Linked DNA regions of Mus musculus: all the other regions are linked to region 1. The links are chromatin contacts, called in public Hi-C, Micro-C and promoter capture Hi-C maps. All regions are on one chromosome and are shown on one strand. Each heading gives the region's core, a stretch centred on a gene start, on an enhancer-like site or on the middle of the called end of the contact. The rest is flanking DNA. Distances are from core to core; before and after follow the strand shown. Region 1 holds the start of Atad2b (ATPase family, AAA domain containing 2B). Region 2 holds the start of Pum2 (pumilio RNA-binding family member 2). Region 3 holds the start of Rhob (ras homolog family member B). Region 4 holds the start of Gdf7 (growth differentiation factor 7). Region 5 holds the start of Ldah (lipid droplet associated hydrolase).

Region 1 (3,772 bases), core at 507-3,006:
CAGAAGTGAAGTTTAAAACTCTGCCTAAGTTCCCTCTAGGGTTTAGCTTTTGGTAGTTCCTAAAAGGAAGCAAACTTAGTATCTTTTGAACGGGTGTAATTTTTTTCTTTTTATTGTGCTACTTTGACAGGCGTGGGAGAGGGTTATACGGTATAGTCATGTGTTTTGCCATTACACTATATCCCCAAGTCTTATTTGTATATAGTTTTAAATAAAGTTTAAAAAGTATTTTATTGACTTATTTTTTTTCTCTAGTACAGACAGCTGTGCCCTATGCTCTCCATGCCTGCTTCCTCTTTCTTTCTTTCTTTCTTTCTTCCTTCTTTCTTTCTTTCTTCCTTCCTTCTTTCTTCCTTCTTTTCTTTCTTTCTTTCTTTCTTTCTTTCTTTCTTCCCTCCTTCCTTCTTTCTTTCTTTCTTTCTTTCTTTCTTCCTTCTTTTCTTTTCTTTCTTTCTTCCTTCCTTTCTTCCTTCCTTTCTTTCTTTCTTTCTTTCTTTCTTTCTTTCTTTCTTTCTTTCTTTCTTTCTTTGATGTATTTCCCCTCATTTTGTAGTTCAGAATGTATCTCTAAAGGAGTTCCTTAGGTCCTTGCTTGAAGTAGGGGCTCGTGCTTCTTACCACCAGTTGTACTTTACTGATCTCTTGTCCATTTGTTGGTGAGCTTTCTTGAGAATCAGAGGGTCTCATTATGTAGCTCTGCCTGTCCTGAAACTCACTATGTAGACCAAGTTGGCTTTGAACTTATTTACTTATTTATATATATATATATATAAATACACACAACTACTCTGTACATTCTATATAGTGAGGACTGAACAAAGCTTATTAATTTTTTGTTTGGGGTCTTACATGGCTAAATGTTATAACTATGAAGCTATTTAGTCTTTATTCACTCTTCACTTTTTTAGTGTAATAATCAGGGGAATTTCTGCCCAAATAAAGACTAGGCTCTCTATCTTAGATAAACTGTGATGCTTTGAAATGAACATTTATTCTTCCCTCTATAATTCCAGACCTTTCCATATTACATTAATTTAATAATTACATAGTACTTTGACTTTTTTTCCTTTGGAAGTGTTTTGTCTTAATTCTGCACACCGGTAGGATGGAGATAAAAGATGCTGCAAAATCCCTCCGGTAGACTTGGCTAAAGTCAAAGGGAACAACACTTGAGTTCAGTGGTTCAAATCTTTAATCCTGGCGCTTGGGATGAATGCAGAGTTCAAGGCTAGCCTGGTCTCCATAGTGAGTTTAAAAAAGGATGCAGAGTTCCTAGAGTTGTTTTTTCTTAGTTTAACTTGCGTGGATTACCGCAGGGACTTCTTTCATTCATTGCCATTATCATTTGGACAGTCATGCAATGTGCAGCCCAAGTTCATTAGGGGTCTTGCCCAAAGTACCTAGGCAACTGGAACCCCTCCGCACCGCACCGTCCTCTCCATTCCTTCTACTCCGCGCTTGGTCGGCCGTTCCTGGCGTCCTCCAGGCCACCGCAGGGGTCTGGAATCTGGGGTCCTCGGTCTTGGCCAGGCGTTGAAGGGTCCGGACTACGTTCCACGCGGAAACCCATCCTGCGCCCTGGCCGGCTCTGCCCATCCCCCAGTCTAGACAGGGCAGCAAAAGCTGGCCACTGTGGGGTTCACAGCCCAGAGCGCCTCCCCGCAGGCCTCCCGCCGATGCTGACGTCACGTCGAGGCGGGGCCTGTGCAGAAGGAAGGGCTGCGCGTCCTTGCAGCGCCCCGCAGCGGCCGCGTCCAGAAGCGGCCTTGTCGGCCCTGCGGCGCCAGAGACCTGACGCACGGAGCTCGATAGAGAGAGAACGAGAGAGAAAGGGGCAGACATGGCGGCTCCGCTCGGCTCCCGCTGAGGACCGCTGAGCGGGCGCAGGGTCTGCGCGGCCGGCCTGCAGCCTCGCTTCCGCCTCCCGCTCCCTGCCTCCTCGCGCCGCCGCCGGCTTCTGCTCCGCTCTAGCCTGTCGGGCCTGCGTCCCGGAGAGGCAACGCGAGCCGGCCCGGCGAGGCTCCGCTGGCCCCTGCCCGCCGGCGGGCCGGCCTTCCTCGCCTCTCCCGGGAGCGGCGGGCGCGGCGTGGACCCGGTCCCCCTGGCTGGACCATGGTGAACACCCGGAAGAGCTCTCTGCGCCTTCTCGGGTCCAAGTCTCCTGGGCCCGGGCCTGGGCCCGGGGCCGGAGCCGGAGCGGAGCCGGGGGCGACCGGCGGCAGCAGCCATTTCATCTCCTCTCGGACCCGCTCCTCTAAGACGCGCGCGGCCAGCTGCCCGGCGGCCAAGGCCGGGGGAAGCGGCGGCGCCCTGGACGAGGCCCGGGTAAGAGCGGCGGCCCACGGCCGAGGCTTGAAAGTGCTGGCCCGGCCGCCCGGGCTTTGTCTGGCCGGAGACCGTCTTGCGGGTGCGGTGGAGGGTGGCAGCCGCCGAAGGGCCGCGACTCCAGCACCTTAGCTGAGCCGGCCCGGTTCTTTTGTGTAAAGAACAGCACTCGAGTCCACGGGAGATGGCTCTTGGGGTTCCTTTCGGGGACATTAGAATGCTCTGCCATCCGTGTCCTTGCCCGGCTTTAGAAGGGAATTCTAGAGGAAGCAAGAATTTAAGGCTGCAGTGCCTGGCTTGGAAGGGGAGAAGAGAGAAGTGAAAGTTTTCTGCGGTGTCAAACCCCTCTTGAAAGTGTGTCAGCTCTTGCCGCTGTCTGAGTTTACTTAGTTTGGGGGTGGTTCAAGTTGGTAAGGAAGTGAACAGAGCTCCAGTTGGCAGGCAGGCAGGCAGGGATGCTGAAAAAAGTTTGTAGCTGCACTGACACCAACTTTAAAAACAAAACCAACGCTTAACGCCTCTGTAGGCAAGGCAGATCAGACACGGTGCTGTAAGCTGTAGGGCGAGCCAGCCAGCTAACCAAGGTTCTTGTAGAGAGCAGAGGACTTTCAAGTTACAAAGGGAGTATGTAGAAAGAAACGTGTCGAATGGCCATCGTGACATGGTTTCTACATTTCTGTTAAGGAAATGTTTTTCAAAAGTCAAACTAGCGTTGTTGTGGTCCGTACAATTGCAGAAGCAAGAGTTGCTTTAGTTCTTTAGAGATGAGATCTGAGATCCTGAACTTTTATCACCTGTAGTGTAAAACATGAAGCTAGCACATCGAGAAGTTTGTGTTACTATGAAATTGGTTCTGAATTCAAGGAGTGGGTTAATTCTGCCTAGAAAGAGGCTAACTTTCTAAGAGTAATTTGACTGAACAGTGTTCTTTATTTAAAATATTCCTTTAAATTCACACAATTTTTGTAACTTAACACAAGGTTTTGTAGGGATTTACAAAGTTGTGGTTTGTTTATACGTTTTCTCTGTGTTGACACTAATCAGAATGAATCTTAGTATACACAACAGAAATGCTATGTATACGCTTAGTATATACAGCAACCATGCCATGAAATATATTTATTGTATCTTTTTTTGTGAGAAATCCGGAAAGTATTTTTGAGCTGTTTTAATTTAGTAGACTTTTAGGAGTGTATAGAGTTCTTTGGTTGAGCTAAGTGTTCTGGAGGTTTTTTTTTTTCCTCCAGAAACCATCCTAAGGTACAAATTTCTGATGCTATCACATTCTTAAATAATTTTAAGGAACAGTGTGTCCTCTACACTTAAAGCGCAAATTAAATATTTAGCGTCTAAGTATGTAATTGTATCATGCTATGAGTGCCTAGTCTTTAGAGCCTTGTCAAACTCATCTGAGGCAATTAGCTCATCTCTCACTGATCAGTTTGTG
Region 2 (3,772 bases), core at 827-3,326, 3.8 Mb after region 1:
TGTCGATTTATCTATGAGGGGAGTGGGGGAAAGAGGAAAATAGTAAAAATGATTCAGAATAGTCATTTAGGAATGAATCAGTGGTGAAATTGCTAATTGTGGAGACAAAGTAAGGGTTGGGGATAGGGCACAGATATGACGGGTTCTTAGTATGTTTGGTGACAAGAATGATATTCAAATGGAAGCCTGAAACTTGGGCAGGAGGTAGAGACGTGATATGCCTGGGAGATGCAGAAGCATCTATCTCTACATGTTTATGGGTTGGAATTTAAAAACCCAGTACAACAATGTTGCAATGTTGGGAAGTGGTAGCCTAATAACAGGGGGATTGAGGATCTGGGGGGAGATGGCTCATTCGGTAATAATGTTTACTGAGCAAGCACAAAGATGGTTTGAGTTCCAGAACCTGTTTATAAAACAGGGAATTGTGGCAACTATAGGTAATCACAATGCCTGGCAGACAGAGACAAAAGGATTCCTGGGACTCACTGGCCGGCCAGCCCAGTAAAATCTCAGTGAGAGTGTCAACCTCATCCCTCCACGTGCCATGCACACACATGTGCACCTGTACACACACAAACATGCATATTGATATTTAAAAAGAGGTGGGATTAAGTCAAAGGGCTCTCCTGCATAAATTAGTATCACTATCTAGGGAGTATATGTTATTTTGAGTAGATTATTATAAAAGCAAGCTCAAGCCCTCCCCTCCTGGTCTTTTGTCCTTTTGAGTTTTATCATGGGATTGATTACACAGCCCCAAGGATCTTTCCACTACTTTTAGCATTGGACTTCCTAGTCTTCAGACGCTTGGGAAGTAAATTTATTTTCTTTATTAATGACCTGATTTAGTATTCTGTCAAAGCGATACAACAGTAAGATTTTTATTTATTTATTTATTTATTTATTTTGGTTTTGGTTTTTTGAGACAGGGTTTCTCTGTATAGCCCTGGCTGTCCTGGAACTCACTTTGTAGACCAGGCTGGCCTTGAACTCAGAAATCCGACTGCCTCTGACTCCCAAGTGCTGGGATTAAAGGCGTGCGCCACCACGCCCGGCAAGATAAATTTTAAATCAGTCTGTCTTTATAATGATGAAAACCCAAAGAGCTGTGTTTAACAGGCACTAGGATACATCACATGAACAAAGCACATACAGTCCTTAGCCTGGTAGAGCTCACAGATGCCTAGGGAAGACACTGAGTTAATTAAAAGGCCCTGGATTGTCAAAACCAGGAGGTAAGCCATTAATTAGGAAGTTGTCCCATGAGGGCCTAAACTCTCCAAGAGAGGTGTGATAGAAAGTGGTCCCAACGACTGCGACCAAATCTTTGGAGCCATTGTTGTTCCCTGCAGATTTCAAGGAAGGGCAAGACAATTCTGTAACTGGTAATAAGAAAACATTCAGTCTGATACATAGCCAAGGTAGTTTCTTTTGTGCTTACCCAGTACCCCTGGCTCATCAATTGCAGGAAGTCAGTAACACTTGCCTACTGTAGACGATAACAAGGTGCATTTTTTTTTTATCCCTAAACCTCCAACATTTGAGTGGAAAAGGGGAGATAAACGTTGAGCGGTAGGGCTGTATTAAGGTCTACAACTCCTGTAGGTGCCAGCATACCGGAAGTAGGGGGAAAGAGACTTCAATTTTGGGGTGCATGGGCAGCAGTGCTTACACACAGGCAGTTTAGGGAGAACAATGAGATATCCGGGAGGAAGCGGTGGATGAATAAATTCAGTCTCACACAGAAAGTCGGGGGTTTGCAGCACCACACGAGGCGCGTGACCAGCCCCGGGAGCAGAGCGCCAGAGGTCCGGCGTGCAGGCCAGCCCTGATCCCAGAAGGTAAAGGCCGGGAAGTGCACGCCCGATGGCGGCCTCACCCGCGAGGAGAGCGCCGCGCCAGTGCGCACGCGCGGAGCCCCGGCCGGCCCCCTGCGCCCGGCGCGCGGGAGAAGTACGCACTTCACTGCGAGGCGTCGCGGCTGGGTGAGTGCTCCCCCCTTTCTCCCGCAGTGCTTTGCGCGCGGCCGGTGGGCGGGGGAGGGAGGGGAGGGGAGGCGGCGGCGGCAGCCATGTTGTTGTGAGTCTCTGTGCCTCACCCTCGGTACTTCGGTGGTTCGGAGGAGGAGGGGGAGGAGAAGAAGGAGGTGGGGTGGGGGGGAGGGAGGTAGGAGGAGGAGAAAGAAGACGTCGCCGCCACCGGAGGCGGAGGGGGAGGACGGACGGCCGAGAGCGTCGCCGCCGGTGCCCAACGGTCGGTGTCCCCCGGCTGAGGCAGCGCGGCCGCAGCAGCCCTGTAAGTCAGCCCGCGCTCGCTTCGTCGGGTCCGTGGGCGCCGCGGGGGCCGGCTCTGGGCTTTGTGTGGCGGCCTCCGCGGGAGCAGGCCTCGGGCGGGAACGGGTCGGGCCTGGGCGGGGATCGCGGCGGGCCGCGGCCTGGGCCCCGCTCGCACAATGCCGGGGGAGGGGAGCCGGAAGGGGGTGTGCGCCGGCGGGGGAGGGGGCGCACTCGCCGCTTTCCCGCTTCCTTCCCGCGCCCCGCGCCCTTTGCCGGCCTTAGTGACCAGATCCGTGTGGGTGCCAGGCGGCCTCCAGCCCCTCGGTGCCCACAGTCTGGAAGAAGCACGGTGAATCCAGAGAAACGTGCGAGGTGGAAGTGGGTGAAGCGGAAGGAGTGGGTTTATGAGAGCGAGGGTGGGTGGGCGGGGGTCGCTAGGTTGGGGTGCGGGGTGGTCCTCTGGCCTGCGAGTGTCCAGGAAAACCTTGGCAAACGGATGTGAATGTGAAAGAAAATCGGGACTGGGGTTCGACCTGTTCAGGTGCCTTAGAAAGGAACGTGGTGCTTTTTGTTAGGGGAACATCTCTTCGGTACCCGAAGAACGAGGAACTTGAAAGCCGAAGACCAAAACAGCGACTTCAGATATTCGAACCTTAGTTTTGCTTGTGAATACGGTCAAATTTGAGGGGAAATAAACTGTGCGGAGTTTATGGCCGAACACGTGTAAAGTTAGTGCTTCTTCCAAGAATACGGCTTTAGAAACCCTTCTTTTTCCTCGTAGCCTTTTATTCTGTAACAGCTGAACTTTTGGGGAAGGGAATGGAATTCAGACGTTTTATGTACAAAAGAAGACATGCTATGATAGTTTTTTTCAGATTTAAAGAAATCTGGAGGAAGGGGTTTTCTGTGATGATTTCAGGAGAAATGTTTTTAAATGCTTAGCAGGGTGCAGTGCCTGGAAACGATACAGTGTGTCACGAAAGCAGTTTTAAGGAGTTACCTTGGCGTGTTTGAAGCTTGTTCACCGCTTAGATTCGTGACTCCTAACCATGTGACCGGGTGAATGGAGGATGGTTTAGGGAATTCTGGCCAGGAATCCTGTTAAAAATACAAAGATGGATTATTTTTAATTGGTTAATAATAAGCCTCTGTTGCTAGTCCGATATCCTGCTGTTTATAAATGATTTACATCATGTGACCAGTCATAAGTAATTGTCTGCATGTTCTTTAACTGAAGAATGTCTTTAAAATGATTCTGGGAGAGATTAAGTTCTGTAGGGTTGTCTTTGATGTTTTGGAGCACAGCTGTTCGACATGAAAAAGTTACAATAACTTTTTTATTTCAGAAACTTGCTACAGTATTCAGGGCTTTAATTTTATTTTTCTCATTTTATCAGTCTAGCAGATTTACCTTAACTGGATTTGCCAGGAGCACTTTTAAACATTTTCAGACAATCTAAGCTGATTTAATAAAATTTCTTTGTCTTGAGTCT
Region 3 (3,772 bases), core at 637-3,136, 3.6 Mb after region 1:
ATGCTGTCTTATGCAAATGACAAGTACACTGGGTGTCAAACAATGGGACAATTGTGCAAAGAACTCTTTCATCAACAACAAAAAGCTTCAGCGTTTAAATAAATTCAGTAACAATAGTCTCTTGAGCTGAACAATGTTCATTTGTAGGACAGGCACAAAGTTCGCTTATGGCAAAAGTGACCCCACTGCACACCCTGGATCCTCTGCCGGAGGTTCGCTGGGGGTTGGCCCAGGAGACACTGTCTGAGCTGCTTCCTCTCGACCCCAAGTCAGTTGCAAATGTCTTCCCCAGGGTGTGGAAAGATGGCCAAGTCCAGTTCATGCTTGGATGGGTGGGCGCCTGACCCAGCCTGGGAAAGGAGCTGCTCTGGGCCCTGGTCGCCCCACACACCACTAAACAATACCATTCTGCCTCCGAAAATAAAATCTGTATTTATGTAACAGCCCCATCCTCCCCCCAGCCCTCCCCTCCCGCCATTCCAGGGGTCTATGTTACAGACATGGAGCAACAGTAGTGGCTTGCTGGTTACAAGCAAACCTGCTGGGGGCGCAACCACTCTGCGTGCCCCTGGGGAAACCAGAGGCGGGGGTGGGGCAGGAGTCGGGTGGGGTGTAGGGAGTCGTACACACACACAACCACACTTTGAGGCCTGGCTCTTTAGAAAAGGATGCTCAGGAACCCCTTGGCACTCAGCAGGGTGCCCAGGCCTGTGCCACACAGCTGGACACACACAGACACTGGGAAGGGGGAGCTCGGTGCCCACGCTAATTCTCAGCGTGACCAGCCAGAGCCACCAGCAGATGTCAGGCAGTCTGGTGGTGTCCTTGGGGGCATGGGTCTCCCTTTCTCCCGGTTCGTGGGCGACCGGGCCAAGGAGGGGGAGCCACGCTGGCAAGGGCGTGAGGCAGGACGCGTCCCTCATAGCACCTTGCAGCAGTTGATGCAGCCATTCTGGGATCCGTAGCGCTTCTGCAGCGCGGCGCGCGTGGCCGTCTCAAAAACCTCGCGCACGCCCTCCTTGGTCTTGGCCGAGCACTCGAGGTAGTCATAGGCTTGGATGCGCACCGCCATGGCGCGGCCGTCATCCGTGCGCACTGGCTCCTGCTTCATGCGGGCCAGCTCCGTGCGGACATGCTCGTCGCTGCGCAGGTCTTTTTTGTTGGCCACCAGGATGATGGGCACATTGGGGCAGAAGTGCTTTACCTCGGGCACCCACTTCTCGGGGATGTTCTCGAGAGAGTCCGGGCTGTCCACCGAGAAGCACATAAGGATGACGTCGGTGTCCGGATAGGAGAGCGGCCGTAAACGATCGTAGTCCTCCTGGCCTGCCGTGTCCCACAGCGCCAGCTCCACCTGCTTGCCGTCCACCTCGATGTCCGCCACATAGTTCTCGAACACGGTGGGCACGTACACCTCGGGGAATTCGTCTTTACTGAACACGATCAGCAGGCACGTCTTGCCGCACGCGCCGTCGCCCACCACCACCAGCTTCTTGCGGATGGCCGCCATGAGCTCGCCGGGCGCGGGCAGCAGGAGGGGCCCGCGAGCGCCTCGCCGCCGTCCCGCTCCCTGTTGCTTGCCGCTCCCCGCTCTCCCGCGACTGCGCGCTGCGGGCTAGGCTCGCTAACTGCACCTGGACCCCGCGGCGGCGCGGTCTCTCGGGGCGCTCCGGTTGCCTCGGCAGGGGCGCAGGGGCATACGGTGCACTGAGTGTCGCCGCGCCGCTGCCGCGCCGCTGTGGTCCTCGGCGGTCCCGGAGCTGCGCTGCTTTGTGCGAAGTGATGGCTGATGCTGCGGACCCGGCCTAGCTTCTTTCCCGGGGCGGGTTCACTCTAGACCTAGGGTACAGGGGCGCAGACGACGACAACCGAACTGCGGTGGCAGATGCGGGCTGCGGCCCTAGCGCCCGCTATTTAAAGAGTCCGGCCACTTTCTTAATATAGCCACCCAATGGGAAGCCATAGGGCTGAGCTCATCGCTGCGGAGCTTGGCTCCGATTGGTCGCCCGCTGCAGTCCGAAGGCGGGTTCGCCTTAGCTTGATTGACTGCCCTGTCCGCGGGGCTGGGAGAGGCGTTGACTGTGGAGTCTGCGCGGCGACCCGCCCCGTGGGGTTGTGTGGCCGCCGGGTCCCCGCCTTCGTCGCAGCCTCTCTGAGTGCGACATCGTGGAGCAGGCAGCCTGGAGCCCTCCGGGTCTGGGTGGGCAGTTCCGAGACGAGCTACACTCTTGTGGGGCGTTGGCTGCTCCCAGGGCTTCAGCTTTATCTAGCTTCCGAGCGAACTACGGGTGATCAAGCATGGGGGAGGGGCGGCGCCTTTAACGTGGTTTTGTTTTCACTTAAACAGACACCGGTGCACGGTTTTGTTACCTAGCCAAGGGTTTCGTTCTTTCTTAACTTTGTTTAGATAACTAACCCCTCGTGTGCTCTGGGCCGAATTCTGACACTTACCCAGGGCAGCCTTTTCACTGAGAAAGGCTAACAGTAAATTGTGTGGGCCTGGGTGAGTCCCCTCTCGGCTTTCTCTTCAAGGCCCACACTTAGGTCTCCGGGTGAAGAAGATAAGGGGAGGAATCTAGGAGACACACAGCTGTAGGACAAAGGAAAGCGAGGTGCAGGGCACTCCGCTGAAAAAGAAAGCACCCAGCTTGGGCAGGCAACCTTCACCCAGTCCTACCACATTACATCTGATTCTCGCCCTAAAGCCAGAGAACTGCTTGAAGTACACTGTGCAAGGAAACCCATCTATCCCAACAACTCTCATGGAGCAGATGAAAAGCTTCAAGCTGGGAAAGCAGGCATGCGGCCTCGCAGGGAACTTGCCGGTGGGCACACGGTTTCTGTACAGAGGATGGAGTTTCTTCATACACACCAGGTCTTAACTCGTGAATTACCACTTCCTGCAGGAGATGACACCTCTTCCTATCTTAAAGGATTTAAGCCAGTCCACTGTAAGAAATAGGAAAGACAGAAAGCTGCAAAGGGCGTCAAAGAGGGCCTTACCCCGCCCCCAAGAGAAACTGAACAAAGAAAAAGGAGGAAAGAAAGTGGGGAAATGGCTTAACATTGCTGCGTGGGGTCCTCATGGAGGGCTAGGCTAGGGGTACCAGCTAAGAGAAAGCTTTCTCAGTGACCATGTCATGATGACCTTATGACCCATTTCTTTGTCTCTCTCTCTGGACTGTGAGTTGTCCGAGGGCCAGGATTTCCTCCCACCTGAGCATCATGAAGACCTAGCACTATGCTGGGCCCTAAAGAAGCAGTAAAAATGGTCCGTGCAGTGGTAGGCCTGCCCACCTGTAGACCCAGCCACACAGGACGCACAGGGGTTGGCCTTCCAAGTCTAGGCAGTCTGGGCAACCAAATGAGACAGAGAGAGAAAACAACGGGGAGGGGTAAATGACTTTGGGAGCTAACCCAGTTTTTCAAAAGTGGAACTTTTTAGTTCTTAACATCAGATCCTGCTATAATCAGACCAAACACAAGCAGCCAATGTTTTCACATATAATCCCCATGTTACAGTTTCTGTGTATCTGGACAGATATGATCAAGCCATAGTGTTCCATCAGTGGGGGAGAGCTGTGTTCCCTGCATTCTGGATTATCCCCACTGCAGGGCCCAGTCTCTGTTTTTCTCTGCTTTAGTTTTTCAGACCTAAGGAACTGTCACATGGTTTGGTTTGTCATTGGTTGAGGAAGTCACTTTGCACACACACACACACACACACACACACACGCACACACACACCCCACACATGCCTTTTAGGGGAAAA
Region 4 (3,772 bases), core at 486-2,985, 3.4 Mb after region 1:
GAGAAAAGGTGGCCCGCCTCTGGGTCTTGCTGGTGGAGCAGAGCTACGCCGGAAGGAATTAGCTGGTTTTATAACCTTGTACACTTAGCCAGCCCTAACAAAGTCGGATGCTTCTGTTACTTTAGGCCCCTCTCACTGTTGGCAGCTTGAGAGCGTCCTATGCAGGGACAGGTTAGGAGTTTTTCCTGATTCTGCTGCACACTGGGATTGGAGTTTCCTGTAAGGATCCCACCAGTCAGTGTGGCGTGCCATGACAGACCCTTGGAAAATAGATGCTGGTCCTAAGTGCCCCCATAGGACCGTCAGGGCCAGAGAGTTCTATGTATGGAAACAAAGCTGTCTGTGCGTACATGCTGCGCACTGAGTGTGTTTCTGAGATGGCTGATGCGTGGTAGCCACAGCCTGTTTTCCCACGCTGGTATCAAAGGCCTGCAGACTGCCAAAGGCTGCCTAGCCTCACTTTTCAGCCCTACTTGCCTTCCTTTCCCTCCTGATTTCCAAGCTAGATCTTTGGCTGGGCAGAATTGAAGCCAAAATTACTTGCATTTCCGCCTGAAATTAGTTAAATTTTCCCTATCTGTCTGCTTTAATGACTTCAATGGAGATTAATAAAAGCCAGATGACACACACATACTACAACCACCCCACAACCCCACCCACATCCTACCTTTGGAGGGCCCTACACAGGGTAAAATGTGATGTTTGAGCTCCAACCATCCCTTTTCTCCCCACACAAGCCGAGGCCCTGGACTCTGGCTGCTGGGGCCTACTGTCACAGAAGGAAGGCAGGCACCCAAACTCTCTTCCCATACACAAGCCACCATCCACCCGAAACGGCCTGCCTGAGAGGGGTCCTTCTGATACCGAGAGGCCATGACTTTAATTGGATACCAGCTGCTCTACCCTGAATTCCCCTGAGCTTCAATTTGTGTATAGTCCCCAGTCCCCCGCTGAACACAAGGCACTACCATCACTGCTCTCGTCCCTCTTGGCGGGAACTCAAAGGCCACAACTCCTGCCCTTCTTTCTTCTCCCAGGGCTCCAGGCCCAAGGCTACACTAGACCCTTCCCCCAAAGAAGCGGATCTTGAGCTCCGCTTGGCTTGAGGGGAACCTGCCAGCCTGTTCTGAAGAGCGGCTCCCACTCCCTTAGCCCTCGGAGACCAAGCCTTGACTGGCTTAGGGGTTCGTGAACAATGACTTCGAAGACAACTTTTTCTCTCCAGCACCTGAGGATAACTATAGGGATCATAGTTCAGGATCGAATCGGGCAGAGGCTTGCCTCCCCCGGCTCGTCTCCAGTCAAGAGTAGACGGGATGGGCTGGTGCGCAGAAGACGCGTAAAGTACCTTGAGTTGCTTGGTCTGTGAAGCCGGTGATTGTGTCCACACGCCCGTGCCCTGAAGCTGCCGCGACCGGAGCCCTCCCCGCCAGGCTCCTGTAAAGCGACATCATGAAGTGGTGTGGCACCACCGAGCCGTTCCTGAAGCCAGAACCCGCAGCGCGGCGCACAGCTCGGGGACCCGGAACCGCAGCGGCCTGGAGAGCTGAAGGGCCTGGAGCCCGGGCGAGGGTCCGCCCGCCGCCGCCGCCCCCGGGGCTCCAGGCTGGTCCAGCCCCCGCCGCTCGGAGCACCGCGGCAGCTTCTAGCCCGTCGCGGGGACGGCAAGCGCTCAGCAGCCAGAGACACAGCGCGGCGGCAGCGCTCAGGTCCATGGGCTCCTTGGGCCGGCCGGCCGCGCGACACGGGCTCCGTGGCTCCGGGAAGTCCCCCGACGCCTTTTGAACATAGTGTTTAATAATGGGGGAAGTGTGCGCAGCAAGCCGCTGCCCCCCTCCTCTCCCACCCCACCCCCGCCCAGCGCTCGGAGCAGCGCCCCCTGCTGAACGTTCAACCCGCAGCGCTGAGCCCCCCAACTCAGGCCTATCGCGCAGTGCAGGGTAGAAGTCGCCTCCCCTTGCTGTAGTGCCTGGTCCTTGTCCTTGCCAAGAGAAGGCCATCCGCCCGAGGCTCCTGCCACAACGCGGTGCCCCGCCTCCCCTCCCGAAGGTACTACGAGCCCCCACCCCCCTCCGCCCCAAGACCTCAGCGCACTCCTTGGCTGGAAGATGGGGCGTCTCGCGTACCCGCCCAGCTTCCTCCCGACTCCTCCATGGAGAAACACCGCCCTCCGCGTGATCTTGTGAGTGCTAGGGATGCCAGACCCGGGCCAAGTCAAGACTGGGCCCCTCCCATCCAGCTTTCTCGCCGTACGCCCCCTTGATGGATGCTCATTAGGGAGTTCCTAGGGATGCTTACGATACACATTTGGATGCCACCCTCTCCCGTCCACAGCCCTCTGAAGATAACAGTGGGAGGCCAGAGAAAGGGAGAGGATCTGTGATGAAGGATGAGTGGCTGGAGGGTACAGATGGGCACGGACCGGAAAAGCTTTGGGTGGGCATCTTGAGCCAAAGCAGGAGCTGAAATCTTAAAGGGTTTAATGAATTAGGAAGGCGGGGACCAGCGGAATCCTACTCAAATTAGGTCTCAGGGTTTGAATGTGCAAAGTAATTTGCCCGGGGAAAGGGGAGAGTGGGGCAGGTGACCACATTTCTTCAAGGTCTTCAGAGCAAAAGGCAAGAGTGCAACCACAAGCCCAGAGGCTGCGTTGCAAAGCCATGGAATAGCGCTCGGATGCCAGCATGGTTATAGCACTCTATGAGCATGGGTGGAAAGGGCCACCTCTGGTCTATGCCTGGGCGACTCTTGAGCATACAGACGCTGGGACTTTTGTTTGGCTAACTTCCTCCCCACTCCTGCTCTGAGGGGGGAAGGCGCCAGCATGTGTGTCGATTTAGTTCAGACAAACCCCAGAGCAAGAATGTCCAGAAAATAGACCAACTGTCCAAGGGATTTAAAAGCCTGGACCCCAAATCCATTACTTTAGCATTGTTCTGGATACCAAACTCAGAATCCACGCCCGGTCCGTGAGTCAGGTCAAGGTGCTATCTAAAAGCCTCTTCCTAATAAACTACATAGCCCAGGCTCCCGCGTTGGAGTCTTATACTCCCACCTCGCCCTCTGGATAGCAGGCACGCGTGCACCTGGACCACGGTCTGTGCTGCTGGCCTCCCTACTCAGGGCCTTCCTGCTGTTGCCAGATGGTGGGCATCTGGGATGACAACCTACCTTTGGTGGCCAGGTTGGGGAGCGGATGCAAAAGCCATAATTATGGGTTTCTTTCTTTCTTTGGGTGCCTGGAGGAAGTGGCTCTAGTAGGGTGGAGACTTCCTGGCGTAACTCCCTGCCCACCCATCCACCCCTGCCTACAGTGGCCAGCCAGGGGTCTCTTTGCTCAGAGGGACACTGGGTTCTGGTGGCCTTCTTTCCACAGACGCCACTCATGTCCAGACTTTGAGTTTTTCACAAATCAATTCTTTGTTTAGAAAACAGAGAGCCCTGGCCTGTCACCACCCTGGTTCCAGCCCTGGCTTTGGCCACTAACAGTCCTGGCCCTTCCGAGTCCCCTCCACTTGTCTTGGTTTCCGTTTCTCCGACTGTATAAAGGGAAGAGCAGAAGGGATCTGGCACTATGTTGGCCCAGTGGATGATAATGTTTCTTGATTACATGACACCCCTTCCCTTAGGCCACCTTGGAGCTGGACATTAGGACAGGTTAGTGATCCTTCCTGAAGTGGAGTCAAGGAAGCCACATAGCTTCTGTTTGAGACTAAACTTCCTGGTCCATGATGTGTGGCTTAGATGCAGCTTGGAGCAGAGGTGGTTCAGT
Region 5 (3,772 bases), core at 907-3,406, 3.3 Mb after region 1:
AGGCCAGGGAGTGAAATGCGATGGTTTGAACAGGTTTAGCCCCATGGACTCATGGACTCTGAACCTGTAAGCCAGCCCCAATTAAATGTTTTTCTTTATAAGAGTTGCCTTGGTCATAGTGTGTCTTCACAATAGAACCCTTACCAAGACAAGCTGGCCTACAGACCAGAGATTTAGTCCTTTATCATCATGGTGGAAAGCATGGTGACATGCAGGCAGACATGATAATGGAGAGGTAGCTGAGAGTTCTACATCAAGAGCAACAGGGAGCAGGAAGTGAACTGTGAGCTGACAGGCCTTTTTTAACTTCTCAGATCTCAAAGCCCTCCCTGTAGAAATGAACTTCCTCCAACTAAACCCTACCTACTCTGAAAAGGCCACACTTCCTGATGTTGTCATTCCCTATGAACCTATAGGAGCCATTTTCTTTCAAACTATATTCCACTTCCCAGGCCCCTTATTCAAAGCCATCTTCACCAGATTTCTGTCGTTAATGGTTTCCTTCACTGCCTAAGCTTGGCTGCCTTAGAACTCACTCTGTAGACCTGGCTGACTTTGAATGCAGAAATCTTCCAGCCTCTGCCTCCAGAGAGCATCCTATTCAGCTACTTATATAAGCTACAACAGTCATAGTCTGCCATGTAGCAAAGTGAACATTGTGTGCAAAAATATGACAACTTAGTAAGAACATGTATATTCCAAAAGTAGATGGCCCAGAGAAAACATGAAGAATACAGAAACTGCTGCAAGTAACCTGAGCCTAGCTCTCCTAACTAACTGTGGGAAAGTCAGTTTCTTCGCACCTCATTTTACACTGCAGTTAACAGAAATAATCTCTGGCCAACTATAAAGTCTGAATTGCTTCAGTTATTTCTGGCACAGGTTCAGTGAAATCAGAAACATAAATCACCTAGATGCTACATCGTAGATGCATATCCAAGAATTAAAAGAAATCCTGCACCAATGCATTCTGTCATGTAGTCTATGGATGAAAGAAGGATGGAACAGATACCCAGAAAGACGCCCTTGATATGTCAGTAGTCCTTTAACAGCATTACTGGCAGGAAATTTACACACATAAAACTGACACCACTTGGTACATATCCTATGGTCACCGTAACATAATCATTTACTTTTATGTATTTATATCTCCAAACTCTAGTGATCACTTGTTAATACTGACCACACTGAAATGCTAAGGGTTTAAAAATTAGTTCATGAAAAACTCTTAACACAATGAATATCTTTTTCTATATTCATTAAATGTTACCTATTGGATGTGGAAAGTAGAAGTGATAAAAAAGGGTTATGAAGATATTTATCGGTTTACATTCCACAGCTAGTTGGATGTTGGTTCAGTAGTTATGAGCACTAACTCCTTTTCCACAGGATTTAGGATTGATTCTCAGCACCCACATGGTGACCCATAGGCTTATGTGGTTCAGGTCCCAGGGAACCCAGTGCCCTCTTCCAGCGTCCATAGGCTCCAGGCTACTAATATACAAAAAGATTTTTAAGTTAAAATATAAGTGATGTTGGTACTATCACCGAGGTGCTGGATACAAGCGCAAAGCTTTTCCATGTGTGATAATTACTATGGGTTTTTTTTTTCTTTCTTTCTAAGTTCCATGCTTCTTCTGGCTATAATACTGCCATATTGGCGACAGTATTTTGGGGGACAGAAATACACTGATTGCCTACAATTGTACCAAGTGTTGAGGATACTATCTTGAAGTTTGTAGTAAGCTGGAAATAGCTCTGGAAGGTCGCATTATCCTGAATATGAAACTGAATACTATATGAAGTTGAATACTAGCACTAAGGTCAGCTGAGAGTCAACTTTCCTGTGATCATGAGTCAGGAATGAAAAGCAACTGGTGGTGGAAGAAAGGAAAAGTGGGCAGATGGGGGGGGGGGGGGGAATGAAAGAACCTCCAAAGAGAGGAAAAACTCGTTTACCAAAACGACAAAGAACAGAGAGCGGGTAAAATTCAGGTGGTATGCTAGAAACGCTCTATGTGCTGCTCCCAGCAATCTCGCTGACTATAAACCACCTACCCATCAAGCTGCCACCCAAACTCTCACACGGGAGATCCTTGCAAAGCGTTCTACGGGTCCCGACTTCCGGGACCGGCGCGGCGCGGCGCTGTGACGTCAGTACAGGCGGAACTTCCGGGTCTGGTGAGGCTTTGCCGAGACGTCGGCGGACGACCCCAATACCTTGTGAGTGGGCAGGTGAGGTGATGCTGCCAGTACTGTGTGGTTTGTCTGAGGAAGGGCACGTGGGCTGCGCATGGGGTGGTGCTAGGATAACTGAGCTGCCATCACCCCGCGTGCACAGCCGCTAGGCCGTGCGGTACGCGATGGCACTACACTCGCCCGACCTGTGGCCAGGTCGCCAGAGGCTCCCTGGGTAAGGATAAGCCAATGCGCTGGCAGCCAGCCTTCTAGAAATAAATCCAAGTCTGCGCTGGGGCTCCCCAGGCATCTGTGGTCGACACTGTCCCTCGTGGATTCTCCTGAGAAATCTGCTGACATTAAAATTACCTTTACCCTTGCATATGATGTGTTGTTTCACTGCTTTTAACTTTTTTTTTTATTTTAGTTTTACAAAATGCATGGCTTCTAATAGTATAGTATACATTTCCCCAGCTTGAGAAGCTCAGCTTCTTGAATCTGTAGATTTATGCCCTTCCCAATTTTGAGAAGTTTCCAGATACTCTTTCTTAAAACGTGTGTTTTAGCCCCACATTGCCTTCTCTGAAACTCTAGTTGCATGAATTTTAGGTCATTTGTCATTGTAGTACAAGTCCCGGGGCTACTGCTGAGTTTTTAGACTGTTTCCCACCAATTCAGGTTTGTAAATTTTGTGGATCTATCCACGTTCTCTCATCTCGTTCTTTGTTGATACTACTCTGCTGATAATCCACCCCATAAGTTTTGTTCTTTCAATTATTACTTTTAAATTCCTTGCTCTTGTTTCTTATATAATATTTATGGTAGCTTCTGACCTTTAGTGTGCTCTTACATTTTTCTGGGCTTTGCTGTCTTCTTAGAAGAATATTTTAATCAAGCTCTTTCTTACTTTGGGAAACTATTACATTCCAGGTGCCTTCAACATTTTTCTAAACTACTTTGATGAAGAAGTTGGAATGTTAGTAGGAGAGACTTTTAAGATCATCATGGGCAAAATATCAGGTCACTTTTTCTGAAACGTTGTATTGTATGCCTGTGTCATAAAGGGTCAATATGCTTATCAGTGTGTTGTGAGCTAATGCTATGTGACTAGTGAGGTGAGGTCCTAAGAGGTGAGGCAACTTTGTTCTCAACCTCAGGAGGCAGCCTACATGCACTGCAAGAACCTATTAAAATTGGCCATGTGAAAAGATTAAATATGAATTAAATATAAGATTATGTGTTCAACCTATTTTTGTTTTAGAGCATTCATTGTTAAGCTTATCAATAAAGGTACTTCCAGATGACCCCTGTCCCAGTGAACAAGTCAAAGCCAGCTGTTGAGTTTTTCTTAGCTAACTCTACTTTGGATTGTTCCAAAACTGCCTGTGCTGTACTCTATAAATTTCTAACCCACACAATCTGTGAGAATATAACATATCTTCAGGTATTAAGTTTTATGGTGGTATGTCATGTACCAAGAATAAATGAAATCCCTTGTATTTTCTAGGAACCTTTTATTTATTTTTTTTTAAAGATTTATTTATTTACTATATGTAAGTACACTGTAGCTATCTTCAGACACTCCAGAAGAGGG

What was found. Promoter capture Hi-C pulls out the DNA fragments that hold promoters and counts their contacts. Hi-C and Micro-C count contacts between places; a contact is called where the count stands out from the background.
Region 2: a promoter capture Hi-C map of second pharyngeal arch cranial neural crest shows a contact between it and region 1. The contact joins the promoter of Pum2 here to the promoter of Atad2b in region 1. A contact is called at or near these places in 3 of 39 promoter capture datasets (cranial neural crest, pre-B cells and second pharyngeal arch cranial neural crest).
Region 3: a contact with region 1 is called in a promoter capture Hi-C map of cranial neural crest. The contact joins the promoter of Rhob here to the promoter of Atad2b in region 1. A contact is called at or near these places in 3 of 39 promoter capture datasets (cranial neural crest, maxillary cranial neural crest and pre-B cells).
Region 4: a contact with region 1 is called in a Micro-C map of embryonic stem cells, with 2.6 times the contacts expected there. The contact joins the promoter of Gdf7 here to the promoter of Atad2b in region 1. A contact is called at or near these places in 1 of 39 promoter capture datasets (cranial neural crest) and 1 of 484 Hi-C or Micro-C datasets (embryonic stem cells).
Region 5: a contact with region 1 is called in a Hi-C map of B cells, with 5 read pairs. The contact joins the promoter of Ldah here to the promoter of Atad2b in region 1. A contact is called at or near these places in 1 of 39 promoter capture datasets (cranial neural crest) and 1 of 484 Hi-C or Micro-C datasets (B cells).

The regions. Positions count from the first base shown.
Region 1 is chr12:4,915,597-4,919,368 of GRCm38.p6, forward strand. It overlaps Atad2b (ATPase family, AAA domain containing 2B), which reads left to right and starts at 1,757. Exons shown (of 28, transcript NM_001362349.1): 1 at 1,757-2,325. The coding sequence starts at 2,113.
Region 2 is chr12:8,672,183-8,675,954 of GRCm38.p6, forward strand. Pum2 (pumilio RNA-binding family member 2) reads left to right here and starts at 2,077. Exons shown (of 21, transcript NM_001160220.1): 1 at 2,077-2,298.
Region 3 is chr12:8,498,123-8,501,894 of GRCm38.p6, forward strand. Rhob (ras homolog family member B) reads right to left here and starts at 1,887. Exons shown (of 1, transcript NM_007483.3): 1 at 1-1,887. The coding sequence starts at 1,510. The coding sequence ends at 920.
Region 4 is chr12:8,300,219-8,303,990 of GRCm38.p6, forward strand. Gdf7 (growth differentiation factor 7) reads right to left here and starts at 1,736. Exons shown (of 2, transcript NM_001312876.1): 1 at 1,349-1,736. The coding sequence starts at 1,715. It also overlaps a transcript of Ldah not described here.
Region 5 is chr12:8,205,970-8,209,741 of GRCm38.p6, forward strand. It overlaps Ldah (lipid droplet associated hydrolase), which reads left to right and starts at 2,157. Exons shown (of 7, transcript NM_001364261.1): 1 at 2,157-2,235. Gm33037 (a long non-coding RNA gene) reads right to left here and starts at 2,164. Exons shown (of 4, transcript XR_381233.4): 1 at 2,059-2,164.